6 separate regions of the Mus musculus genome follow, and all the other regions are linked to region 4. The links are chromatin contacts, called in public HiChIP or PLAC-seq and promoter capture Hi-C maps. All regions are on one chromosome and are shown on one strand. Each heading gives the region's core, a stretch centred on a gene start, on an enhancer-like site or on the middle of the called end of the contact. The rest is flanking DNA. Distances are from core to core; before and after follow the strand shown.

The links. Promoter capture Hi-C pulls out the DNA fragments that hold promoters and counts their contacts. HiChIP or PLAC-seq counts read pairs in DNA pulled down with a chosen protein or histone mark.
Region 1: an H3K4me3 HiChIP or PLAC-seq map of pro-B cells shows a contact between it and region 4, with 6 times the contacts expected there. The contact joins the enhancer-like site here to the promoter of Snx13 in region 4. A contact is called at or near these places in 15 of 39 promoter capture datasets (the 3T3-L1 cell line, 3T3-L1-derived adipocytes, the C10 cell line and 10 more), 1 of 15 datasets of contacts at CTCF or cohesin (large pre-B cells), 6 of 484 Hi-C or Micro-C datasets (bone marrow-derived macrophages, myocytes, nephron progenitors and 2 more), 23 of 115 datasets of contacts at active chromatin or transcription factors (the 230-238 cell line, DN3 thymocytes, acute myeloid leukemia and 16 more) and 2 of 9 other capture datasets (adipose tissue and liver).
Region 2: a promoter capture Hi-C map of the C10 cell line shows a contact between it and region 4, with 3 times the contacts expected there. The contact joins the enhancer-like site here to the promoter of Snx13 in region 4. A contact is called at or near these places in 5 of 39 promoter capture datasets (the C10 cell line, cranial neural crest, frontonasal cranial neural crest and 2 more), 3 of 484 Hi-C or Micro-C datasets (B cells and pre-pro-B cells), 7 of 115 datasets of contacts at active chromatin or transcription factors (the 230-238 cell line, bone marrow-derived macrophages, embryonic stem cells and 3 more) and 1 of 9 other capture datasets (liver).
Region 3: a promoter capture Hi-C map of liver shows a contact between it and region 4, with 4 times the contacts expected there. The contact joins the promoter of Ahr here to the promoter of Snx13 in region 4. A contact is called at or near these places in 2 of 39 promoter capture datasets (both in liver) and 8 of 484 Hi-C or Micro-C datasets (CD4 T cells, embryonic stem cells, liver and 1 more).
Region 5: a contact with region 4 is called in an H3K4me3 HiChIP or PLAC-seq map of bone marrow-derived macrophages, with 4 times the contacts expected there. The contact joins the enhancer-like site here to the promoter of Snx13 in region 4. A contact is called at or near these places in 8 of 39 promoter capture datasets (the 3T3-L1 cell line, cranial neural crest, embryonic stem cells and 4 more), 4 of 484 Hi-C or Micro-C datasets (bone marrow, bone marrow-derived macrophages and nephron progenitors) and 14 of 115 datasets of contacts at active chromatin or transcription factors (the 230-238 cell line, astrocytes, bone marrow-derived macrophages and 9 more).
Region 6: a contact with region 4 is called in an H3K4me3 HiChIP or PLAC-seq map of the 230-238 cell line, with 21 read pairs. The contact joins the enhancer-like site here to the promoter of Snx13 in region 4. A contact is called at or near these places in 4 of 39 promoter capture datasets (the C10 cell line, liver and pre-B cells), 3 of 484 Hi-C or Micro-C datasets (B cells, granulocyte-monocyte progenitors and macrophages), 13 of 115 datasets of contacts at active chromatin or transcription factors (the 230-238 cell line, acute myeloid leukemia, astrocytes and 9 more) and 1 of 9 other capture datasets (liver).

Annotation. Positions count from the first base shown.
Region 1 is chr12:34,658,933-34,663,318 of GRCm38.p6, reverse strand. All of the region lies in intron 3 of Hdac9 (histone deacetylase 9), which reads left to right. Among named protein-coding and RNA genes, the nearest start is that of Gm46347, 130 kb to the left of the region's middle. Within about 2 kb of position 3,083, at least 12 of the 459 cell types and tissues checked have an H3K27ac peak or open chromatin away from gene starts, as enhancers often do. A contact at or near this core is called in the 230-238 cell line, DN3 thymocytes and pro-B cells, where this site is marked.
Region 2 is chr12:34,773,305-34,777,909 of GRCm38.p6, reverse strand. All of the region lies in intron 3 of Hdac9 (histone deacetylase 9), which reads left to right. It overlaps Gm46347 (a long non-coding RNA gene), which reads left to right. Exons shown (of 2, transcript XR_001780600.1): 2 at 1-4,455. Among named protein-coding and RNA genes, the nearest start is that of Gm46347, 12 kb to the left of the region's middle. Within about 2 kb of position 1,434, at least 4 of the 459 cell types and tissues checked have an H3K27ac peak or open chromatin away from gene starts, as enhancers often do.
Region 3 is chr12:35,533,362-35,537,881 of GRCm38.p6, reverse strand. Ahr (aryl-hydrocarbon receptor) reads left to right here and starts at 2,893. Exons shown (of 11, transcript NM_013464.4): 1 at 2,893-3,320. The coding sequence starts at 3,259.
Region 4 is chr12:35,044,869-35,049,451 of GRCm38.p6, reverse strand. Snx13 (sorting nexin 13) reads right to left here and starts at 2,263. Exons shown (of 26, transcript NM_001014973.2): 1 at 2,041-2,263. The coding sequence starts at 2,055.
Region 5 is chr12:34,682,211-34,686,513 of GRCm38.p6, reverse strand. The region is part of intron 3 of Hdac9 (histone deacetylase 9); the gene reads left to right. Among named protein-coding and RNA genes, the nearest start is that of Gm46347, 100 kb to the left of the region's middle. Within about 2 kb of position 2,678, at least 17 of the 459 cell types and tissues checked have an H3K27ac peak or open chromatin away from gene starts, as enhancers often do. A contact at or near this core is called in bone marrow-derived macrophages and embryonic limb bud, where this site is marked.
Region 6 is chr12:34,711,370-34,715,628 of GRCm38.p6, reverse strand. The region is part of intron 3 of Hdac9 (histone deacetylase 9); the gene reads left to right. Among named protein-coding and RNA genes, the nearest start is that of Gm46347, 74 kb to the left of the region's middle. Within about 2 kb of position 1,253, at least 52 of the 459 cell types and tissues checked have an H3K27ac peak or open chromatin away from gene starts, as enhancers often do. A contact at or near this core is called in the 230-238 cell line, B cells, bone marrow-derived macrophages and 5 more, where this site is marked.

The sequences.
Region 1 (4,386 bases), core at 1,834-4,333, 390 kb after region 4:
GGGGCTGCAAACTCCTTCAGTTCCTTGAGTTCTTCCTCTAGCTCCTCCACTGGGGACCCTGTGCTCAGTCTAATGGATGGCTGTGAACTTCCACTTCTGTATTTGTCAGGCACTGGCAGAGCCTCTCAGGAGACAGCTATATCAGGCTACTGTCAGCAAGCACTTGTTGGCATCCACAATAGTGTCTGGGTTTGGTAACTGTATATGGGATGGATCACCAGGCAGGACAGTCACTGGATGGCCTTTCCTTCAGTCTCTGCTCCGAACTCTGTCTTTATATCTCCTCTCATAGGCTTTTCTAAGAAGGACTGAAGCATCCACACTTTGGTCTTCCTTTTTCTTGAGCTTCATGTGGTCTGTGAATTGTATCTTGGGTATTCTGAACATCTGGGCTAATATCCAGTTATCAGTGAGTGCATACCATGTAGGCCCAAGAACTAGGGCTGATCTCTCTTTACTTCAGAACTGCTAGCTTTTTATAATTTGTCTTGGCTACTTTGTTGTGATAACATACTAGACTAACATAGGGGGAATTCATGTGAGAGTCTGTGACAAATCATAATAGGATCCCTCTTAGGAAAGTTAATTTTCTTTTTAACATCTTACCATAGGCAGGAGGGTTAAAAACAAAACCAAAAACAAACAAAACCTATAGCTCATATTTGCTCTCTGTATCATACTGACTAAATGTTTTATACTGCTTCTTTATAGAGCAAACTAAACAGAGTAATTCACCATGTTAGTGCAATGCCCCCCGCCCCCCAGGCCAGTCCCAGTTAACAGCACTACAAAGTCTTTGCTCCACCCGACAATTGCCAGAATACACAGCTGTGAGTATTTTAAACACATATTAAAAAGTTTCCAAATGAAGATGGTTTCCCCTCTCTTCCCAGAAAGGAAAGGAAAATGAGCAGTCGCCGGTCACACTTTTTGCTCGGTTGCTAAGCCATAAAATACTGAGTAAGATGCCCTGACACTATGACAATCTGAACAGGACTTTTTGAGGATGCTTAGCCAGGGGTCACTTTATAAGACTGTATAGGGATGGTCTGTCTTTAAGCGTCCTTCGGTAGACATTGACACGAAATGTAATGGAAAAGGAAGTCCAACAGCTTCCATGTGAATTGTGCTTACTCTTATTCTGCTCAAATAATCGTGGATCTAAAGCAGCCGTTCTCAACCGTTCCAATGCTGTGACCCTTTTATATAGTTCCTCATGTTGTGACCCCCAACCATAGAATTATTTTTATTGTTACTTCATAGCTATAATTTTGCTACTTATGAACCATAATGTAGCTATTTAATATGTAGGATATCTGTTATGAGGATCCTGTGAAAAAAGTTGTTTTACCCCCATTGGTTTGCAACCCACAGGCTGAAAACCACTAATCTACTCAAAGCTGATTCACTGAAAACATTTTTAAGTTAGTAATTCACAGCCTTCTCTATTTATTTTTCAAATAGGACCCTAAGTATGTGATTTTGAGACAAGTGAAGGGTTAAAAGGCCAAACATTTTGACTCTTTCTTTCTAAAATGGAACTAGGTGAGATAGGAGGATAAAAAAAAAGCCACAGGTGCACTTTACTAAGTCTCAAAATTTTCAATGAGAATCTCCTGGGTTATTTGTTAGAGCATAGCATTTCTGTGCTGGTGGATCAAAAAAAGATGACTCCTCTAGTGGTTTATGGTCTATGTATACAGCACTGCCCCTTGCTGTTTTGTTTTAGTGTGTATATGTGTACATGTGTACAACACTGCCCCTTGGTGGCTTATGTGTCCATGTGTACAATACTGATCCTTGCTTTTGTGTCTAAATATACACAGCACCACCCTTTTATTATTTATATATTCTGTTCATAGTATTGAGTCTTGATGGCTTATGTTTCAATGTACACAACACTGCTCTTTGTTGCACTGTGTGTCCACATGCACAGCATTGCCCCTTTTTGGCCCATGGTTTTTGCACAATATTGTCCCTGGTTCTTGCTGGTTTATGTATCTATGTGCTAAGTCTGTTGCTGGTGGTTTATATGTCCATGTGCACAGCACACATTTTGCTGGTATTTCTGTCCATGTACCCAATATACTGACCCTTAATTGTTTTGTAAAGATCATTTTTCTCTCTCGTAAGTCAGCCATTCACTATAAATAATGTGCGCAGCTCCCTTGGTCTTCTCTGAGACACTAGAGAACCATCATGTGTGTGAGTATGAATCTTAGAATGCAAATAAAATGCTCCCTATATAGCAGGCCTGGCTATTGTCTCTGAGCAGAAGCTATAGTATAGACACAGGATAATGCTCATTCAGTGGGTTTCCCCCTTCCTGTCACATTACCACTCTGCATTTTGCTTTTATGGCAAATTGGATTTATAAATGTCTGCAATTATAAAACATATCTTTAATTCAGTGACTTCAGGGTGATTTCTGTCTTCTCTTTTCATTTCATTGAATCTTATATCAAGTTAAAGCTGACTTGAGAAGCAGGCTTGGGCAAAGTGCAATTTTGCATAATTGGATTCTATGGGAAAGATGAATCTAGAAACCAAGTGTGCAGCACGTTCCCTGCATTCTTGTTAAGTAACCTTTAGCAGCTCTCGGTGGAAATGCCTCAGTGGTTTTTCTCCATCTTCAGCTGGGCAGCTACAGGTCTCCATCTCTATTAACCCCTGGCTTTCCTTTTGGTGTCTGTCTTTCTGAGTGTCTTGTTCTCCTCCTGCCTTTCTGCCTTATGTTAAGCTACTTTGCAACATAATAAGTTAATGGTGTTTAGAATTACTTTGGAGATAAGGAGATGACTTTTTATGCATGTGTTCAGAAATGGGTGTTTTGAGTATGTTTCATTGTGGCAGGGGTGGGGGGAGGAGGGGAGGGGCTGGGGAGGTTTCCTTCCAAAGCAAAAAAGGGAAAAATGTAAGTTTCCCAGAAGTAAAGGTCAAGAGACATGGAACAACTATTTTATTATTTGCTTTCAAAACAGAGAGAGTATGATTTATGTCAGCTAGAAGCTTATGTCATAGTTGTGCAGGTGCTGCTGTGGAGTGTGACCCCCCTCTAATCCCCATAACGACACCGGGCATTGACCACATTAGCTTTGTAGTTACCGACGACTGCCTTCCCCGGGGCCTTCTGGTTTCTAAATCCAGCCACCTGGCTAGCAGGCCAGCCAGTGCTTGATGCAAGAACATTGTTTTCTCAGTATAGCCTGAAATTCATTTTGTGTATTTTGTGTACATGGCTTTTATGTGACTGTTTATGATGATACCTCTGTGGTTCCATTGGAAGTCACCAGGCATATTGTCTTCCTCCTTCCTTTGTTAAGAGATACATCATCACAATTACTAAAAGTGATGATGGTTTATATATATATATATATATATACACACACACACACACACACACACACACATATATATATATATATGCGACATGTAGGTTCCTTCATATCTAATGAGGTCCTTGATATTTGAGGAATAAATCTATATGTTTATACAATTTATCTTCATGATCTTAAGAAGGATGTTAGTATTTTGGTAGTTTTTATGAGTCTTTTGACTGCATGCACAAAGATTTATTTAGTTTTGTTTTATATGTATGAGTGTTTTGACTATGTGTGTATAAATGCACTTTGTGATACCTGGCACCCATGGAGGTCAGAAGAGTGCGCTAGATCTTCACAACAGATGCTTCTGAGCCACCACATGGAAACTGGGAAACAAACCCCGGGTCCTCTCGAATAGCAACGACTGCTGTTAACTACAGATCCACCATTTTTGTTGTTTCTATGTCTTGGTGTTTTCTCCTAAAAGCTAATGAGATTAGATATTTTCTAATTATCACAAAATTACTTTATATTTTATTCCAATTTGCAGCATTTCCAAGGTCCATGGAGATTCTAATAATTTTGTGTGTTATGGACTATAGAGACATGATCTAAATATTAACTTCATTTAAAATATTATTAATGATATTTATAGTTTGCTAGGCAGGGTATTTACCTATTTGTTAGCATATTAAGTTAATGTAAAAAAACGCCAAGAAATAAGACTCTGAAGCTAAACTAAATTTGGATCTCGGCTCTATCACATCCCAGTTCTGTGATCCCGAATTAACCTGTTTGTGACTCATTGGCACCAAAAGCAGCTGGTGGTGACAGTATCACTGTCATAGATGTGATAATTGAATTATTATTTGTGAAGCCCTACATATATATTTGTCATCGTTTAACTTTTCCAAGCAGAGGCTCTTCATTCACAAGTTGACTTTGTCCCACAAGAACAAAACTGAGAAATCATCAGCTCTGACTTAACTTCTTTCATTTGGAACAGATACTGCGTAACCAGGAATTGACAAGCCACAGAAACCAGCCCTTGTCTGAGATGGCA
Region 2 (4,605 bases), core at 185-2,684, 270 kb after region 4:
AAGGAATGAGGGGCTGATCAAAGAACTAGCAGCATACACAAGGTCAAGACCAACTGTGGAATTGTTGGTGCCAATGATAAATAAAACATGGGAACATGTTTAAAATGAGTCAGATGATGCTCACCGTAAGTGTTTAACAACACATTTGATTAGGAAATATCCTTCCTATGGCTATTATTGAGTTGATTAGATGGCAGACATGGGAGAGGTAGTTAGTTCCCTAAGGACATGTTTTTACAGTAAAGGTTTTGATGAATGCTGCCAACAACGTTTTTACAAAGTGTTCAGATGTGCTGTGTACTAGCCTGAGCATTTTTTTAATGTTATAATTTACTTAAGTTTCATTAAAATCCTCTGATGAATAAACAAAACAAAAACAAACAAAAAAAACTGAAGTTAAAACAAAACAAAAAACCAAACCAAGCAACAGCAACAGAAGCAGCAGCAAAAGCTGCTCTCTTAGAATTTATGAGCAAGAATCTATGACACAGGGAAGGCAAAATAACCTCTTCTGTGCCTTATACCTACCAATGTGAACGTTTGGAAAGCCCTGCCAATCCCAGAGCATGAATAGTGTTAAGATTATTAAACTAGTTTAAAAACATGTTTAAACATGTTCTTGATAGCATGTATGGGGAGGGGACCTCCCCCCCCCCCCGTCTTAGCTACTACTGTACTCCCACTGAATTTGAAAGCAAATCTACCATAGATCATCTGTACTAACCTTGTTGGTGGTGAGAAAGGGAACTATTAGTAATTTCACACTAAGGTAGCTGCTGCATCATTTAAACAAGTGAGGGCCATTTAGAACTTGGGGTGTGGTGTCCTGCACAGAGTGTGCACCCAGCCATGTGCCCTTAAAGATACCTTTGCATGTTTCACGAAACCTGTTGTTGGAGAATCTTGGTGACTTTGTTACTTCTAGAATGGCGAGGAAAGACTCCCCTAATAAATCCTGTGATCTCAGCTTCAAAATGAAGTTGTCTTAAATGCTCCACTGCATTCCTCTGATTAAGAAGCAAGATGTCTCAGTTAAGCCTTGTCCTCAAATGAAGTAATCTTCCTAAGTTTGTGTTTTCTGGTGGTTTCTTCTTTGTTCTTGTTTGACTTGGATTTTCTGTGCTGAGTTAATGGATGTTCTTCTTTTGCATTTTAAGCCACCTTAAATCTTATTTCTGAAGCAAAATGCATGCATAAGACTCTAAAACATTGATTTTTAAAAGTCTCTCCCCATCAACTTTATTTACCGGGTGCAGCAATAGGGATACTAATGTAGTTGAAGCTTTCTAACAACACAATTATTTGTTGGAGACTCTAGAGCTATGTAAGAAGCATAAGGAAAAATCCCAGGTAAACAGCAGCATATTACACAGATCTCAAGTAACAAGAAAAGTATCTCAACCCTCAGAAAAATCTTACACAATTAAGGTTAAAGTGGATGACGGTTGGAGTTCAGCTGATACTTAGGAAAGGAGACTCCACTGGGAACAAGCTCAGAGAGAGGGAACCTGCTGGCAGACAGCCCTTTGCTGGGTGACGCAGTTCTTAGAAGATGCAACATCTGCTCCTGCATTCCCTGAAGTTTCTGGCATCCCAGGAGAATTAGGAGCCAGTCTAGTTTATGGAGCTTGTGCTTTGTGCCTCCCTGCCCAAGTCATCTCAGAGATACAAATTGGATTTTTTTTTTCTTAAAGCCAGTCAGGCGTGGTTCAGTGTGCAGGATTATCCACTCTATGTTCACTGGGTGATAGATGAAAGGCCACTGAGTACCTCTAACCCCCGGGTTCTGGTCACATTTAAGCTAGTGTTTATAACCAACTGAAATCCAGATAGATCCAGGGGCTTGATCGACTGCAAAGGCATTTAGAAGTTCTTTAAGGTGAAAAACTGCCTTTTGTTATTAGGAATAAAAGGGTTTTCATTTGTAGAGCTCACAAATACAAAGTAGGAGTAAACGGTGACTGAAATGGGAGAGTAAGACTAGCTCTTACTCCTGGGAGGATACATAGTCAGAGCCTTCTGTATGAGAGTTAAGGGACAGGGGTCAAGAGATGTACATGGAGGAGGAAACATATACATTGATGTTTTAAGCACTTTAGCACTGGCAAGGTATCTCTTACTGGGGATTTGCTAATCCAACTCCTATTTGTATATATCCACTGGAGTGCTAGTTCATCTTAGCGTAACATATTGTTTTGAATATAAAATGTGATGGCCCACTGTTTTAAGTTGACAGAATCATAGGAAATTGTACCTGAACATATGAAGGGACGTATTCTTGAGACGTAGGTTAGATTTATGTAGAAGCAAAACAAAAAGCAGTGCATTTCCACCGAAGGTGAAGTGATTGATAGGCCCCGGAAGTGGAGTGAGTGATTGGTGCTGGAGGCAAAGTCATTGGCACTGAAGGCGAAGTGGTCCCTGCTGTATGCTGATCAGGATTATTGGATGTGACATCCGAGCAAATACGAATGAGGCTTAGTGTTCATTTCCATGTTTAAATCACTTGTAATTTCCTAGGTAGAATCTTGCACTTCAGTGTCTGTCCTAGTTGGGGTGGTTTTCTTTCATCTAACATAAGCTGAGTGCTTACTGTGCAGCTGTGTGATTCAAATCCCCAAACTCTCAGTGCTCCAATATAGTCAGAAGCTGGGGAAACGAAGCCTCTCTCCGTAGTTTGTTTCTCCTCTTGTTACTCCAGTTACTACCTCTCCCCAAGAAAGAATTTTTATCGCCACCCCAAGCTTCCACATCTTACAAAATCCTAGACTTCTTCCTGTTACCTTGGTGGCGGAGCTGGATGTATCCTGGCTAGGGCTAATGATTTCCTCCCATGTGTTTGCTTGAGCAATTCAAACTTTTCCCTTATCCCAGTTCTTTCTATTCATGCTTTCATTCCCCACTAGACTGTGAGGTCCCCAGAGGCATGGATTCTAATTAATCCTTGTATCTCTCTTCCTCCTGTTGTTCGCAAAATCCTTTCTTTCCTTCTTTCTTTCTTTCTTTGTTTCTTTCTTTCTTTGTTTCTTTCTTTCTTTCTTTCTTTCTTTCTTTCTTTCTTTCTTTCGTTCTTTCTTTCGTTCTTTCTTTCATTTTTTTCTTTTTTTTTGTTTGTAGAAATGACATATGTCATTGACTCAGTTGGCTCCAGACCAGAGTTTAGCTACTGTTTGCATTAGTCTTCTTATTTTTACATAGTGAGAAATCTAATGCTTACAAAAAAACAAAAAACAAAAAACAAAAACAAACAAAAAAACCCTTCATGTCCCCTATACCTGCAAACATAATTCTCAAAAGCATATTTATCATAATAGTTATGTATTCTAAACTCATTTGTTTTAGATACATATGAGCTAAAGTAAAGGAATAAGCTATCTTAGAAGTATAAATTTTGAAAGCTTGATTTTCTAGAGACTTTTATTCTGAGAGGGGTGTATCATGAGGCTTTTTAAGGACATTCAGAGAGCAGGTGCTTTCAAACATGTCTAATGGTTGTGCCATAAATGGGGCCCACAGACACCAAAGGATCAGCCAGGCTGAGCTTTCCCTACCGTGAGACAATGGTGTTTCATAATTTGAAATGAGCTTCTAATTATTTTAATGGGATTATTCTGCTCTTTGGCATATCAAGCAATTTGTTTTACACCTTTTCTCATTATTTTTCATTTTTGAAGACTTAAATAGAAGAGACATGACAGAATAGGAGTCCTGTTTCATCTCTTGGACCATTAATTATGCCATAGGAATCTCTGTACAGACGAGACCCCAAGAGAAATGAGTCTTGTCAGGTCGGATTTCGTTTAACGGATTTCATTCTTTATCCTTCAAACAAGTTTTCTTAGAAAGCCATTAATCACTGAAGTATGGATTAAAATGGTGACAATAATGGAAATATAACCAACAACAAATTGTTCATGGTTGGTTTCTTCAAGGATCTGACAGCTAATTTATAAAACAAGTTATTTTTATGCAGAAGGACTTTTCTGACTACAATAAAATTGAGCAAAATGCTCAACATCATTCCATGGCCTGTGGGAGAATTCATCATCACAGACTGTCGCCTGTCCTGTCAGAGTCCTTTTCCTTGCCATGTTTTGCCAGATTTCATTGACTACTTGTCCTGAGTCACCACTAGAATGTATCCTTTAGATAATTACTAAGTTTGCTCATGTAAAAAGTTATATGTAAAATATATTTTCTCTATTCAATGTATGTATTGAAAAGCTCTCAGGTTGTACTAAAAAAAAAAACCTTAAAAATGGACAAAACTGGTTTTCATCTCATATATTGATTGATCTCAATTTCATTCATAGATCTATATCCCAAACATTGACATTAATGCATTTGGATTCCTTTTGTAATTTATATGCCTTCATCTTTACCAGCTCTCCAGCCTTTCTAGCTGAGTGATCAGTGACAGAATTTTACTGTTGTTAAAAAAAAAAAAAAAAAAAAGCAAGATCTCGGTCCCTTTCAGACACCTGTTATGTTAATGAGGCAATGTTCAGTCATTGTAGAATAGGCCTAGTTAAGCCCATGGAGGGGGCAGTTGGGCCAAATAAAGAAGATATTAATTTCTGTTTCTGTTGATGTGAAGAAAACGCC
Region 3 (4,520 bases), core at 1,644-4,143, 490 kb before region 4:
TTATTTTTCAGGGATTTATACACTGGAAACAAAACACTGATTCCCACTTTCCTGTTGTCATTTCCAAGATCATTTCTAATGTATATATTTCTAAAATGAAATTAAAATGAAATCTACCAATCACAGGGCATACACATTCTTCTATAGCTAAGGCTAAATGCTCTTTCATTTTATTTCCACTGTAAATTTTACTAGTCTACTCAGTGTAACTCATCTATCCTTTCTCCCCTAACTTACATGGCACTCAACCCCAAACTGTTGGATCACCTGGAAGACCTTATTAAAGGACTCAGTAAAGACATTCTGTGCAAGTCCCCCCATTTCAGAAAAAAAAAAAATCATACTTAGGCTAATAATATTGGTGCTTAGACTGGCTTTGAACTTGTAGACTCCTTCCTGACTCAGCACACTATGTGCCGGGATTGCAGGTGGGAACCATGAAGCCCTATAGAAGCTATGGGGGACTTTACAAAGCAAAGCCCCTCAAGAACTGCTCTCGTTGTTAGCAAGTCCACCACAGCCCTGATCTCATTTCTGCTTGGGCACTTTCTCTGCTTTTCTATAAGTATCTATTGTTACTTATCACCTTTGTCTTTTTTTTTCCTCACAAAGTCAATGACCTCTTCATCTTTTGTAAAGAAGTAGAACAACCCCACTCATCACTCCCATTAAATCAACACTACATTATTATTAATTAGTAATTAACAATGGGGCCTCGCAAAATAGTTCACACTAGTCAGTGAATCTTTGTTCTCTTTTCTCGGCCTTCCTTGTTGAAATAACGGGGCCATTTTTCACCTTCCACTCCACCGGTGGACCCAGCTCTCGGGGTGGGGGGTGGGGGGTGGGGAGTGGGGGTGGGGCTCTTGAGCTTTCCAGGTTTTAGTCCTGGCAGTTCTTTTGCAGTACCCACAGGGCATCACCACACTCTCTTTTTTGTCCAATAGCAAACAGCTTCTCGATCACAGTTCCAGTTTCTACCTCACAGGTTGCCCCATTTACCATCTTTCCTTAGATGTCCTAAATCTATTTCAAACCTAAGAAGCATGAGGCCAGCTTTATAATTTCTTTCTGGTGATTCATGCCATTGTTACCCAGCTGGAAACATAGTTGAGAAAACTATCAATTTTAACTCTTAAATTTGTTTCTAATATTAGCACACAAAGCGATGGGCTTAATGAAATGTATGAATTACCATGCTCCCATTCTGCTGGACGCCCCCCCCCCATTCCTTCCCCCACTCCTGCTGCTCTGCTTGCTCCCACAGGATCCCCTCTTCTCCTTCTGTGTCATGTGTATTCTCCTGCCCTTTCTCTTCTCACCTCCAACCCAAGAGCTCCTTTTTCCACTCTCATGATCGCTTTCCTAGTTTCAACATGTGTAAAAATCAAAATCTAGAGCATACATCTAGAGAAAACATGGTATTTGCCTTCTGTGTCTGCCATGCTTAACACGGCAGCCTCCAGTTCCACTTGTTTACCTGCAAATGCCATGATTTCAGTTTTATTCAGAGTCCCATAAAATGCCATTGTGTAGACGCACTACATTTTATTTATCCATCCATAGGTTGATGTGAATCTAGTCTGGGTCCACTTCTCACTTGTTTTGAATGAAGGGCTATCAGGTATGTGCGCAGGAGAATAGCAGGTCATCTTGTGGATCTGTTTTTAATTTGTTGAGAAACTCTATACAGAGTTCCACAGTGGCTGGACCAGTTTACAACCACCCACAGTGATGCGGGTTCTTCTTCCTCCACAGCCTGGGCACCATTTGTTGTTCTTAGTTTTCTCGCTATCCTTTTCCTTGCTGTTGTGTATCCTCTCTTCTGATCTCTTTCTCAAATCTATAAAACACATCAGACTTCATCTCTATCTCTTCATGTCCAGCATCACCTACCTGACTCCCAAAATTCACTTCTCTGCCTCTATTCTTTGGTGGTTAACAGCGACCTTCCCTCTTCCTTTATCATCTCTGCTGTCTCTTTTCTCTCATCCCCATGGCTGTGCCATTGGTCTTGCAGCTGGTCGATTTCATCAATTTCCCAGCGATTCTCTCTTCCATCTGTTTTGTTCCTGAGTAACAGAATTTCCACCTTTTCCCACAGTGACTTTCCCAAGAAAGATGGAACATCATCTTCCAAATTACGCCTTTAAAAGCTCTCTGTTGTCTGCAGAATGAGACCCAATTTCTTCATTAAATCTTTATGATTTGTTCCTAGATTATCTTTTTTTTTTTTTTTCTTTTTCCTCCCATCAGCTCTACCGTACTACTAACAGAAACTCAGGTCTCTGGTCATAGTCTCAGTACCTACCCTCCAATTTCTCATGCTCTCAGCACTCCTGTGCTTCTTTCCTTCTCATCTTCCTGAAGTCTGATGGAGGAAACGATGTTTTATTGTCTTCTGTAGACATAAAATAAATGTGGGAGGGAAAAGGATTATAAAACTCGTAGCCTTCAAGACAACTAACTTTGCAGGGCATTTTTGAAGTTTTCCCCTTAGAATGCTCTCCAGTCGCAGTTATTTATCTACCAGCTCAATGTAAAATCTTTGTCAAAAATTAGATGACTCAACTCTAGGATGAGCTAAGCTCTTTGCCTGGTAAATCTTGATGTCTGGGTTACAAGGAATTTGCCTAGGCATAATGTGGCCTCACACCCCTTTTGAGGCTGGAAAACAGGTACTGGGCGAACACCACCCCACCCCCAGAACCTCGGACTGCAAGAAGTGTTGGGAGTCACTACGTCCTGCGTCATCACGTGCTGCGAAGAGGGTGGGGCCCTCCTGGGAACCGTGAGGGGCGGGGCCGAGCAGGTGGGGCGGGGCTGGAGCCCGGGGCGGAGCTGCGCGGGGTCGCGGCTGCGGAGGAGCGGGCTCGCGGCGGGCGGCAGCGTGTGTGTGCGCTCCCTTTGACGCTCGGTGCCCCACGCGTGTCCCGGAGAGGCTCAGCCCGGAGCGACCCGGAGGACGAACTGGTGGACGGACTCGGGGGTGGCTGCCAGGCAGGGTTGTGAGCGACGCCGCGGCACAGCGCGGGAGCCGGGAAGCCCTAGAGCACTGCGGCCCCTCCTGACCCTCGGGACCGGGCGCGGCTAGCGTGCGGGTTTCTCCTCCGCGGCCAGCTCGGGCAGCCCGAGTCTCCTCTGTCGCCCGCACCTGCGCGTCGCGGTCGTCCCGCCCTCGGCGGCGGCTCACCTGGGCGCAGCGCGGGCAGGGCGCCGCCTCCGGGACGCAGGTGGAGCGGGCAGGGCGCGGGCACCATGAGCAGCGGCGCCAACATCACCTATGCCAGCCGCAAGCGGCGCAAGCCGGTGCAGAAAACGTGAGTGACGGCGGGCAGGCGCGCTCCGAGGGTGCGGGAGGTCCCCACGCGTGCCGCCATCCAGGAGCTGAGTCTCAACCAATGCGTTAAAAAAAAAAAAATCCTGCTTTCAGGCACCTGCACCTTTACTGCTCAGCGACCTTCCCTGGCTGGTTCGTTGACAGCTCTGACCTACCTAGTGCCGCTCTAGCTTAGTTAGTTAAGCTTGCCTGGAAATCCTCCACTCTAGATCTCCGCTGCCGTGAGCTTTAGGGGACACGGAGGATAAGTAGACAGCTCACTGAGGTGAGATGTTGGGCAGAGCTAAACACGTGTTGTCTTGAAGGAGGGGACCTGTGCCTTTGAAGGAATGTCTTTCTGTTCTTAGCGCCTAGCTTTCTGTTTTGCTCTCTCATTTACTTCCTAGGCAGCAGTTCTGCAGGGCTCGGTGTAGGCGCAGAATTGATAGCAGGTTGGAGTGTGCAGTGGACAGGTGCCCTGGCAGCTTGGTGGCATTCTTAGCCACTCTTTGGTGCAGTTTTCTTCCTCCTTTTGGAGTGCTTTTGGGTCTGTAAAATTTTAAATCATTAAGAAGAGGAAAAAGAACTAGACTGACTTCTAAGTTATTTCTACTCTCTACCTGTAGTTCATTTCCCCTTGCTTTTTTTTTTTTTTTTTTTTTTTTTTTTTTTTTTTTTTTGCCAATTCTGACAGAGATTACAGGCTTTGGTCTTTATTTCCATGGGCTATTTGTATGAGATGGGAGATTTTTTTTCCCCCCTCAGAAAAGAGATTCATGATTGAGACAGGGTTCCATTTAGGAGTTGTCTGTATTGATGCATTCATTCATAATTACCTTGGAGTTTCCACATCTCACCATTTGTTATTTTTTTAAAAAAATAAATTATTTTAGGAACACTTTCAGGCAATCAGTAGTGTGTGTTTTGCTTGAAACATGACAGCTATCACCAAGTGAACCAAAAAAAGAAAACAAAAACAACAAAAAAACCAACTTAAGATTTATACACTGTTTACAAATAGTTACTAGCTTAGAAGTTGGGTTATTTGTGGATTTTAATTCCCCTTAAGAATTTCAACTGTCCTAGTTCCTCAAATCTTGACTTACAAATTAATATTGAGAGGAGATGTCCATGTGTAAATAGTTTGATCAGAATTTGGAAGTTTTATGGTTGGTACACTTTAAAGGACGCAAATGTCGTT
Region 4 (4,583 bases), core at 1,014-3,513:
TCCTAAGACTCACTGACTGGTGTAAGGCATCACTTGCAGACACACAAAGTCATTTGTATCTACAATATTTCAAAGTGGGAGTTGGTGGGGCTTTATAAAAAAATGACAAGCTAAAACTCTTAAGTAATGAATTCTTTTCTGTTCAACTAATGGCAATATTCAGATGAGGAAGTAAGATGTTTTAAAATTGGTCAAGAAAGCTGAAAAGCAGCTCAGCAAAATAGTTGGTCTCTGAGCTGAGTCAGGAGATGTGATTTCTAGTGTCAACTATTCCACTAATAACTGTTTGACCTTGGACAAGTCTCTGGGCTTCAGTCTGCTTATCTATAAAATGTCTACGGAAAATCGGAGATGAGATCAAAGTACAATTTAATCTGAGTCTCACTTTGGAGCGGCAGCTTGATAAAATAAATAAAATCAAGTTAGCTTGATAAAATAGCTCTACAGGCACTGCCAGCATTGGAACACTGGCTCTGCCACTAACAAGACTGATGTACACACACAGCATAAGGACAGCTTACTACAATCTCTGACCTGTTTAAAAGGCTTCACTGAAACATTAAGTCCTATAAAATGCAGATGTTTAGAATCCTCTCTGGGTATCCGAATCAAGACAGTACCCTTGTATTAGCACACTAGTTTCCTGTGAAAAGATCAAAACTCTAATAAGTTTTATCAAAAAGATATTTCATGCTAATATATTATAGACACCACTGAAAAGTTACTAATACTGATGTAAGAGCAGCTGCTCACTTAAGTATCAGAGTAAAATAAACTTGGGATGCTACTTGCTTTTTAAATCCACAACTAAGGACAATGTATAACCATAGTCTGTGACAATGTAAGTAACTTCGGAAATATGTAGAATTAGGAAACGTAAAGTGAACGTCTAACTCCTAGAAATGTGTAGTTCCTAAGTTAACAATCAACCAATAGGGGTTTCCCAGGCACGTCGTGTTTGCCAGAATCTGGGCACAGATGAAAACAGATACTAAGGTACAAGGCACTTAGTTAGACGAGTTCCCAAAACTTGGAGAACCCAGTGTGTCCTATTGTGCCATCGCTTTTCACACAGTAAAATCCACTTGTTTCCAATGTTTCCATTTCAAAATGTCCTTTTTGGCCCGTGTAGGACTGCTTCCCAGTGACCATCAACGTGGTTTAGTACCCTCACATCAGCTCCCAAAGATGTTCAAACCGGTCCCTGACATTAGGATCCTCACAGAACCTTAAGGGAGCAGCCTCTGGGATTTTATCCAATCTACAAGCGTCAGACATCCAACACCTGCAATAGACCATTCGCCCAGCTATGTCACCTCTGGTCACTAAACTAGCTGCACCGATTAAGTTCTTCCCCCTAAAGTACTGCTAGTGCAGGCAAACTCTACTTCTTCAAACGTCTGGTTTTTGCACTGGACAGTGGGCACTAAGGAAGGGGAAACTGATTGGTTCGTCGTTGCTGCCCTACTTCCATTTCAGGTCAAATGAGAAAAACTGTTCCCACAGAGAGAAGCAAGGGGGCCATCCGCGGGTCAGGAAGGTGGATGCCAAACTGAACTTTGGGATCAGGGACTGAAGGAACGTGACGGGATGTGGGGGCAGGGGAGGAGGGCGCGAGGCCAGCGAGTGTGGCTGGAGGAACCTGGCTCACTTCGCGGAGCAGCCAATGTAGGGCTCAGGCCGGCTGCCACCGCCAGGAGGTTGACCCGACCCAGCCGGGAGGGGAAGGGCCCTGCAAGCCGGGGACACCGACAAGGGCCAGCACCGGGACGCGGGGACCACGACCGCCTCGGGGCAGGCGGAGCGGACTCCAGGAAGGAGCGACAGCTCGGGCGAAGGGGAGCGGCGGCAGGAGGAGGTGGAACTCTGCCGAGTCAGCACCGCGCCCACTCGGTGGCACTTGTGGGAACCCGGCGGCTGCCAGCCCGGCCGGCCGGGCCTCGGCTCCGGTCGGGCCCAGCGCCGGGAGCGGCGTCGGTGACGGGCGGGCTGGCGCCGGCCGCTCACCCGCCTCTCAGGTAAACAGTGGGCGCCGCTTACCTCTGTTAACATCATTACACCCCGGGGGAGTGAGGTCCTCCCTAGCCTCGCCGCATGGCAATAGCCGTAGCAGCAGCGGAAACTGCCCGGGCCGCCGCCAACGGCGGCAACTGCTGCTTCAGTCCTGTCCCGGGCGGCGGCTTTACTCGGCTTCGCTGGCTTCCCCCCGGCCCGGCTGCTCGCGACGGACGCGCCGCCATCTTGGAAGAGCGACGTCCGCGTCTCCCCGCGACGTGCGCTCCCATTGGCTGGCGCGCCGGGCGCGAGCGTCTTGTGACTGTCTCCATGGCGCCGGCGCGCGCAGGGTCGGCGGCGGGGGCTGGGCCGCGCGCGACCCGGGACCTCCTCTGCGGGCTGGATCCCGGGCCACCGTGGTGGCGGGTTTGCGGGCTGGTGGCGCAGCGGAGGCTGGGTGCCGGCGGAGAAACTGGCATCTCGCGTCTCCCCGACCCTGTGGAGCCCGTAGAGTGCTCGGGACACTCGGCTGCGGTCCCCTCCGCAGCGCGGTGACCTGAAACTGCCGCCCGCGCCGCGCCTCATTCCGAAACTTCGGCCGAAACTTGCCTCTGTTGCTCCCAGCGCTCAGTAAGTCCTGTGCTGGGTGCGCGACAGGTTGTAGACGCGATCAGGGCAGATCGCCTTCACCCCGATCCTGGCAGAGTTAAGGGCTACTGCTTTGCTGATTGGCCAGAACCTGCTCAAGCCTGAAGGCTTAGTGTTTCTTTCATAGTCTTAAAAATCAAGCAGCTTTTGCCCGGTAGCTGTAGTCTCTATGGCTTTATTGGGAATTCAAAAAAAAAAAATATATATATATATATATGTTTATATATCACAGTGAACGCATTTCAGCATGTGTCTCTGTAAGTAGTTACGAATAAAATGAGACTGAACTCCGAAGTTCTGTGGCTAGAACTGCTGATACCGTGACAACTATCTCGGTCCACTTCTACAGGAATGACAGTAAAAATCACTCGCTTCTTCCTGAATTGCCCGTGAAGTAGTTTTCTTTTCATGCCTCTGCTGTTACAAACCAATTTACAGTGAAACTGAGAAGTGTTTGGGCTTGAAAAATAAAACACTTGTATCTCATTCTTACCGGGAAAAAAAAAAAAGAAGAAGAAAAAGTTTATAAAAGAAATTGTGGAAAACTAAAGCCAGTAGTTACTTCCTTTGTGATGGAATCTGCACTTAACAATGGTACTATTGTGCTAAATGTAATTTAAGGAGGTACTCATTCTCACCACAGTGAATAAAGCAAGTGCATTACAAACCCTGTGTTATCTCTATTCTGTTCTGTCCCCCAAAATAAAATTTCATTTAAGATGTCATACAGACTTTGAAGAAAAGCCCCGACTGCTCCATTCAGTGAGTTTATAGCAAAGTTGGGTTTTTTTGTTTGTTTTTTACTGGGCAACTTATATATATATAATTTTTCTGTTACTGGAACAAGTGCATTCTAACGTCTGCAATACAACCAAATATAATTGAAGCACTGGCAGATTAATCTATAAATAGGAAACAAGATTGGAAAATGCAAACTGTGTTAATACTGAGAGAAACCAAGAGAAGAGACAACAAGGAACCTGAAAGAAGATACTGTTCCATCCTGTAAATAAGAATGCAGAAGGTTCATTAATGTTTAAAATACCGACTATTGAATTAAAACTGTAATTTAGGTGGCTTCCCTGGGTATTCTGTTCCACTTTTTCCATCAATTTCCTTTTGTATAAGATGTTTTCCCTTTTTTAAAGGTGACAAACTAGGAGCCCTAGCTGAACATGCTCAGAGCCCAACATTAAATCCCCAGGACCACTTAAGTCAGGTGTAGCAACAAATGCCTGTGATCCCAGCACTTGGGCTGTGATGCCTGGAGAGTTAGAAATACAAGGTTACTGTCAGGTTAGAAATAAGTAAGCAAAGCCAGTTCAAGGCCATCCGTAGCTAAGGGAGACCCTTGTGAAAGCAGAATGGATTTGCACACAAACCTGTGCTGTGACATGGGTGTGCCTTAAGCATTCAGAACGTTGTAAGCCTGGGAACAAAGCAAGATTCCTAGTCCTTCCGATCAGATTTCCCAGCCAGAATCTTTGAGTATGACCTAAAAAAAATCCTGTGCTGATTGTCTGCCCACACACACCTCTTCCAACACCCCACACAAGTTATTTCAACTACACAGTTTGTTCTAACAACTCAGGCCCACTCCCTGCTCCTGTAATAACTGGACATCCCACTGTCCTGTGACAGTAATTAGCACAGCTAGACAGTAATAATTAGTACAATTGACTCTATTCAGAAGAATTCTTACCAGTACCAGCAAGGAACCCTGCCCTGGGCTCACATTTACTGTGTTGCCCCTCACCTACCATCTTCTCTGTTTGCTGTGTTCTCCTTCTCATAGTACTTATACTTGCTGGTTCCCTTCTTATTTTCTGTCGTCTAGTAGAGTACAGGCTTCATGAAATCAGGAATATCATGTATTCAAGCTATGCTGCCTCAATGCCCCCAAACACTGGACCAGCATGTGGCACAGAGTGGATGTTCAA
Region 5 (4,303 bases), core at 1,429-3,928, 360 kb after region 4:
TAAACAGAAGACAGCCTGGGAAGGATCTGGGAAGAGCAAGACAGACTAGGACGAACTTGAGGGCTAACATGGTAGGAGTTGCAGGACGTGTAGTGTGATGGTAAATAATTCCACCACTGCAATGCGTTTTCTTCCTTAAATTGCGCTGACCTCAGAGATGGTTTGTCTACTGTAAAAAATCATGTTACCCATTCACTGCTCTCTCCAAACACCTCCTGCACTTAATAAACAGACTCCTTATTTTCCTAGGTATGAAGGCCCCAAACCTCACTTACCTTTGATACCTTGCATTTATCCAGATGCCATACGCAATTGTTTTCAATTCTTGCTGGCTTTACTGTGCCAATTGTATGTGTCCTGGGACACACTGGCATCATCTCCAATGCTGTGACCATGGTCCAGGCCACTGTTCATTCTTAGGGATGTCATTGCTGTGGTTTTTGATTCCTGCTTTTGATTCTGGGCAAGTTTCTGTCCAGACTCTTGTCAACACATCATCTGGAAAGATCTCCCCAGAATTTCCTAGAGGGTAAAGATGAGCCTCCACTATGTCTTGTGGGTCTCAGAGGGAGAGATGGGCACTTGACCATCTTAAGATCTTTACAGAGCTCTTTATAAAAAGGACTGAGAGCAGACAGACACTCCTAGAGCTTGTGCCTAAGCACTGTACCTTCTAAGAGTCCTTAGGTTCAAGGTACTGGGGATCAACAGTGGGGAAGCCAAGGTCCCACCTCTCCATCTTTTGATTTTTGGCAGGGATATGAGGAGATGCCCTATTGCCAGACAATAACTGCAGTGCTTCTAGGATATCCATGTGCTAGGGAAGCCAGGTGTCTTCATTGGTTTGAGAATTGTTAACTGTACTTGGCACCTTGTAGGGAGTCAATCTTGTCAGCTATCTACAAAGCTACTAGGCATCATTTTAGGTTCCGACAGCTTTAGTTGGGTGCTGCATACTGTTGCTGCTCACAGTGTGGTTTTTCTGATCAGCAGTGTCAGCAGCATCCTGCAGTTGGTTAGCTTTGCAATGTTTCAGGCCATGTCCCAGCACAGCTGAACAATTTATAGTCTAACAAGATCCCTGGGTGAGTCCTCTGCACATTAAGCTTGAAGAGCGTTGCTGTAACATAAAATGATGAGTATGGAATAGCTCTTGGTTTTGTGGAGCTTAGAGGTCTCTAAAATCACTTTAGTGTTTACAGACATAATTGCAATTCAGTATAAAGTGGTAAATGACATGAGATCTTCTCACCGGGTCCTAAGATACAACAGCTTGTTTTAAACTCAGATTTAAAACAGTATCAAGTTCATTTTCTGACTGTTAAAGTCAACAGCTTTATAAGTTACAATAAATGTTTCTCTGTTCCTATTACCGTCAAAAGCTATAAGCTGCATTGCTTATCATGTATCAGATTGGGAGAACTAAATTTGTTCATGTACAAATGAGCCATAAATGCATGTTGAACCCACTGCCTGCATAAAAACAACAAAAGAATAAAAATATTCAAATAGCTTTAGGACCAGGAGAAGTCACACTTCAGAGAAGTCCAGGCTAAGATAAAACTGTGAACTGCAATGTTAGGTACCTAAATGTCTTTTGCTCAGAACTTTGGGAAGGAAAAACCTTATGTTTTGAATAAATAAGTAATGGTTAAAACAAAAACATGCTGTATAATTTTCCATGAACAGAACATTGACTTCAGTTGCTGTCCTTTTAATAGTATTAATTTCATCTTGTTAAGTTTACCATTACAGATTTTAAGAATTACTTCTCATGTAGTGAAAGTAACAGGCAAGTTCCACTGTGCCCAGCTTGCAATGATACTAACTAGAATTATCTATTATATTATATTTGCATATTGTATAGGGTATGCTTTCTTTACTAGTCTTTTTCATATTGAGTAACCAGAGGATATAAATATTATAAATACTAATCTTCTGGAAATGAACTCCTTATGGTAGGTAGTTATGACTTTAATTTAAGTTGAATCTGGTAACTTAAATGTTATTGCTTAGTTTATGCCAGTAACTGAGTAGTAGTCACAAGATATAATCTATAAGACAGCTAATGTGTTACTGAAAAACCCTCTGTTTCAGTAAATATTACTTCAAGCCATATACAGTTGCTTATATTTGGCATTTCCAACCATGTGGTGATTTCATTTGAGTCAGCCTAACACTCAGTACAAATTTGAATTTTTACACCAATTAGAATAATTATACCACCAAACCTGGAATGCCTACACTTCTTCTTGCAGTGCTAATTTTTATACCTGAGAAACAAGGAGAGAGCTAAAAGCAAAACCGCTTGTTTCTGAGGAAATTGTTTTTATAACATTGCAGAAATATGTAAAAAAAAACTAATTAGAATTATTAATAACCAGAAATTTTATGGTAAATTTAAAGAACCTACAATGTCAAGTTGGATAGACAATTAAAAACAAGGGTGTCCAAGTTTCTCTGAAATAATTTTCTCTTTCTTAACTAACACTAAACTTAGCAAGCTTCCTGATTGTTATTGGTAAACAACTTTCTGGTTATTTGAATCTTCTGTTGATGGTTACTCCCCCTCTCCCTGTCGCACAGTAGATAAAACAGCAGCAGCATCAGTTTACTACTTTGGGATTAGCATGTTCTGAGGTACCTTTCAGCAATTGGTAGCCAGCACATAGGAAAACTCTAAAAGTGTTTAGGAAAATATTTATTCAAGTTGTAATTATGACTAGGAGACGAGTGGACATGAGGTGTTCAGAGACCCGTACTTTGCTTTTTTAATTCATTAAAATAAAATGAAATCATAAAAATGTAAGTCATGCCCATTTTCTCTTTGAAGTTAGGTTCCTGTTGAAACCGGAGAGAACACCACAGTGTAACTTAAGCTTACTAATAGGAGAAGTGGCTGCCTGCCAGGGCCTTCCAGGGTGCCTTGGCCTTCCCTTTAATGTGTTATTAAAAAGTGCCTGTGAGGTGTTGAGGCTGGACTCACAGGTCCTGGGCCTGGAGCTTTGCAATGAAAATCCAGCACTTGGTTAGCATATTGAAATTGGAAGTCATGCAGAGCTAGGCTTCCATTATCTAAACCTGCAAGCTGTTAATATGTATGCCGTCATTCAAATGTATTGCGAGATGGGAATTTTTCCTTTCTAAGTGAGTACTTGAGATGCTCGTGGAGACTGACCCAGCGCTGCACAGGAACTTTCCAGGGGATCAGATCAGAACTGGGCCCCTCGGAGAATATGGGGTTCGGAGTCCTCCGTTATAGGATCATGTGTGTGGTGACACTGGCCTGATGCTCTGGATTTTGTAGAGCAGTACCCGTATTGAAGGGACCATAATCCTCAGGCTACAGGCGAGAATACATTTCTCATCCATAGTGCTTCCATATAGATCCTGCCTTTTAAAAACTTCTCTTTTATCCATTTTTATATGCATCCCATTGTCTATTTAGTTTGCCTATTACTAAACCATATCCTTAAGCTCCAACTTTTATTGTCATAAATGAGTTCATCTCTCAGCCTTCATCAGAGACGCTTCTGTTTTGCAATAGATTGTGATTAATACAGAGACCTACAACTGCTCAACATGCAGGGAACAAGAGACTGCTGTGTGCAGATCTAAATGGAAACTGCATCACACCCTTTCCTTTTAAGGCTTAAGTGTCATTACAAAAGAGGGTAGAAAAAATTGCAAGACCTAGAGACTGTGGACACCTGTGGAGAAATTACTTGCCGCACATGACAGTGCCATTGCGCATGTGGAATTAGTAGGTGTGACTATATCACATGACCTGTTCAAAATCAAGTCAGCTAAAATTCCAGCATGGATGGGCAGTTCTCATTAAGTCTTGCCCCTAACTGAGGAACTTTTGACAACTAATTTAGGCTGCTAGGGGAACAAGAGTCAAGTTCTTCAAGGATATGATCTGGGAGAAGCTACCCATTCTCTAGTAGATGGAATTGTATCTATGCACGCACACACACACACACGCACACACACACACACACACACACACACACACCAGTAAGTGCATTCAATGCATTTAGTATCCAAGGAGCTAAAGAGATCTGCAACCCTGTAGGTGCAACAACATTATGAACTAACCAGTACCCCGGAGCTCTTGACTCTAGTTGCATCTGTATCAAAAGATGGCCTAGTCGGCCATCACTGGGAAGAGAGGCCCATTGGACACGCAAACTTTATATGCCCCAGTACAGGGGAACGCCAGGGCCAAGAAGTGGGAATGGGTGGGTAGGGAAGTGGGGGGGGGGAGGGTATGGGGGACTTTTGGGATAGCATTCTAAAT
Region 6 (4,259 bases), core at 4-2,503, 330 kb after region 4:
AATGGGCTTACGGGAAATAAGGGCAATGCTCTCCATGCTCTTTGCCCTCCTTTATTTAGTTGGGTAGTGATACTGATTTGGGGGATAGTAGTAAAGGAAGGGTGCCTGTGAGCCCTTCCTTGCTCACACTGCACCAGAGTATGGAATTTAACTGGTTTTTTGTTTTGTTTTGGTTTGGTTTTTTGTTTTTGGAGACAGGGTTTCTTTCTGTAGTTCTGGCTGTCCTGGAACACACTTTGTAGACCAGGCTGGCCTCGAACTCAGAAATCCGCCTGCCTCTGCCTCCCGAGTGCTGGGATTAAAGGGGTGCGCCACCATGCCCGGCTTTTTGACCTTGTCACTTTACATGATTTCAATCTGTCAGGATGTCTTTGAGGGAATGCATTCTCAGCCAGTCTGCAGCAAGGGTTAATGAGCCTTCCAGATGATTTGCTTTGCAGACATTCTCTCTCTCTTTTTTTCTCTAATTCCATAATCCTTAGATATGGTGGGGGATGCACTTCAAAGTGAGCACTTCAGATTTACTTCAAATACCAGCCATTTAAGTAGCTCAGGAAACGGCCTGGTCCAGGGTTCTGGGGCAGCAGTGTTTTATATTTGTTGCAGTCTTTCAGAGTTGGATGGAAACATCAAAAGCATTTTGTTTCATTAAAAATCTGTCTCTTGGTCTATATTTTCTCCTCATTTCTTGTCAAGTTTGACTTCCAGGACACAGTTCATGGCTGCTCCTCCAGAGAGTGTTTAAATTTTCCTTATCCAGAGGCACACATTTTCTCCCTTGTCCTGTCTGTTAATTACTAAGCTCTAGAGGAAGAGTGGTCTGAGCCAGGGCCCCCAGTGGTGGAAGTTTCTATATCCGGTAAACTGGCTCTATTCCAGTGCAGAATAATTTATCAACAAATGAAACACCAGCCACGTCCCACACGTCCTCTGCATTAAAATCCCCCCCTTCCCACCCATACAGAGTTTCCTGGAGTATGAGCTGACATTCTCGTCCCTCCTCTTCATTTTGTTGAATCACTGGCGTCTGGCATTTATTAGGCTTCTTATTAATAGTAATAAGATGTTCATTCATTGAGTGTCTTGTGCTACAAACCAGATACAGTCCCTCCTTCTGCTTCCCGGTTTGCCGTGGCAGGGAAATTAACTGCAACACTGATTTCTTGTCTGTAGCATCAGGTACTGTTTAACCGGGAGTGGTGGGGAACTGATAAAATTAGCAAGTTGACTAACCACTTCCCTTCCTTGTGGCTCTTTAATATTATAACGGATACAGAAAAGTTCAGAAGGACGGGGCTCGCTTTCGAAACCACGGCACACTTTGGCCAAGAAGGAATGCACAACACAACGGGTGAGTTTCTTTCAAGATTTTAAGCGAGCCCTGAAAAGAGTATCGTGCCGGGTGTCTCTAAGTTTCCCTTTGCAAATAGTCTGTAATCATGTGTAGGGTGTGGGAAGATAGACCTGTACCAAGGGAAACAAAAGGGATTCTGATTAGCAGCAGTGAAAAGAACTGCGTGAGTGAAATGCAGCTCTCGGTAAGTGTTTACTGCTCCAGACTGGGGACAATTCTAGACTTGGCAAAAGCTTCTACTGGGAAGTTCATTTGTTTTCAGATCTGGGCTATCAGTCTTACCATGGGGGCCATTGTCTGCACAGCCCGATGTAACTCAGACCTAAAGCAGTTTAAGGTCTTCAGTTACCTATAGAGTTGAACTATTCTATTGCCTTCAGCATTTTGATAATGTGATAGTTTCAGGTGAATGTATAGCTCATGGCTCACAAGGCACCTATTCCCTAGCCTCCACTGTAGGGTCTGCTGTTGTTTCACATGGAACACGGTAATGTGCACCTACTTCGGAATTGGTGCGTATATTAGTTTGAAAGTGTCCATTGTAAACATTAAGCGAGAGAGACCTAAAATTCCCTACGTTGTCATACCAACTCATGAATGTCAGTTCTGTCCCAGCAGCTGGAATGATGACTGGTGGGAAGAAGGACTCAGGATCTGAGGATGGTTTCCCAGTGAGTGAAAGAGTGGGGAATGTGTCACCAGATGCTACCTTCTGGGGACCACATTCATTTCAGGCAAAGTTTTGGTTTCATTATAGATAGTCTTCTTGAGAAGTTTCTAAACTTTTCATGCCTCAGCGTCCCCACCTTAAATGAAGATAACAGTACCAGTCTCCTAAGGGAGAGTTACAGACAGCTAGGGAAAAATGCTAAGAAACAGTGTGACCCCACAAACTTAACTGTAATTTTTACAGTAAGGCTGGATTCGGTCTGTTTCTGTATACTTCACTGTTTTAAATGTGGTTTATCTTCTATCTCAATAGAAATTGAGAAATCTTGTCTTGGACCCCTAAGAATACCTTACTTTTGCCACACCCCTCTCTCCAGCTGTCCTTGGGGTTACATCTGAAAAGGAATAGTCAGAGCTCCCCTGTCCATCTTCTCTCTGAGAGGAGGGGGCATTGCAAAGATTTGTCAAAGCTCACATAGCCAGGAATAGCAGACCAGAGAGCAGTGACCCCTGCATGGGCCTTCTGATCCCTGCAAGGGGTGATGAGGCTGGGAATGGACAGTTCTGCTTTACCTGGGAGTCTGCCTCTATTTTAGCTTTGGTTTTTCTTTCCTCTGAGTAAGTATCTCCAGGCTGCCTTAGTTTTCTTTAGCTACTGCAAACTGACAAAATAACTCTTTTCATTTGTAATGACAGAGTTGAAATCCCGAGGCTGGTGACAAACTGAGAGGTGAGGGTCTTTTCTGTGCCCTTCCTTCTTTATAATACAGGCATGTATTGAGCAGTTTGGATATGGCTGACATCTGTACTGTGTGAATTTCTGGTTTAGTCTGTCCAGTGTCTGTCTATGATACTCATTGTTAATGTCTTTATATATAAGGGACAAGGGCACAGACAGATGAAGTAACCTGCCTGTGATTAGTTAGACACAGCAGATTTTTTCCCTTGTCTGTCTGATTTCACAACTTACTGAATTTTTTTTAAAAAAAAAAAGCTTGTTTCGAATATTCACAGTCAAAATGCATGCAAGGTTCCGTTCTTAGTCTTCCTGAATGAGAAAGTTTTCGGTAATCTTTTAGCATGAAGTATATGAAAAAGAGTTTTCTTCTGGCAATACTTTTTATCAGAGTGAATTTTAATAATGTGTAATTACTATCTGGAAATATGTCATAAACCCTGACAAATCCTGAGCCTGGTAGGGTAGAGGTATCATTGTAATGAAATAAATATTAGGCAAAGACAGTAAAATAGAAGTGTTCTTTTGGTAAATTAGCCATGCTTCGGTGGTAGCTTCTGTTTGGTGACATTTGTGACTCTTGAGTCTGTGCAGAGGGTGGGTGACATTCATCCAGGTTAGCCTTATTGAATATGTGGCGCTGCTGTTAAACAAATGGGAAACACTGATGCACTGCACGCTAGGAGTGGCTGGGTCATGCAGGAGGGTGCTAGAGAGAACCAGGATGAGCAGTCAGACATTTTAGAAATCTGGCATTGACTTCTCCTGCTTTTCTGTTAGATTAATCGTGCAACTACAAAAATAGAGCTAGTGTGTGAGTGAGGGGAAAGGTAATTTCACAGCTTTAGAGATATTTCTCCCTCTAGAGTAATGGTGCTTTCATTATTACCTTTTCTCTACTGAAGGGACATTGTCTTGGAAGCAGAGCTGAAAATGCAAATGCATAACATGCTTGACTTGTCTTTTACCAGGCAGTCTGATAAAACAAATACTATTTCATCTTTCCTTATTTTTTATGCCATTGTCCAATGAATTTTTGTTAACTTGATAAACTCAGACAAGTGTTGTCTATGAGATTGCTGGAAGGATTTTGAAATCTGATTGATTGATTGATTGATTTTTACAAAAATTTAGTTTTGAGTGTGAGCCAGGGAGGGAAGGAGAGAAAGGGAGAGGGAGGGAACGGGAGGAATAGAGAAAGCGAGGGAGAAGTGGGACAGAGTGGAGAGAGGGGTTTGAGCATCCCTTAGAATTTTGAATAAGCAGAACATCTTTAGTTCTGCCAACAACAGACTACCTCCTGAAACTGCTCTTTTGTTTCTGTTTTCTTTCTTTATGCTTTCCTATCTACAGTGTGTTTATTTCAGGAGAACACGTAATTCACAACGTGTAATCTAGCTCCAGGGTTGGAAGCATCTCTACCTTCTGTGTTTAGATGCAGAAAGTGCCATACAGGTCCCTATTTTGTTGTATATTAATGTAATTTTTGAAGGGCTTCAT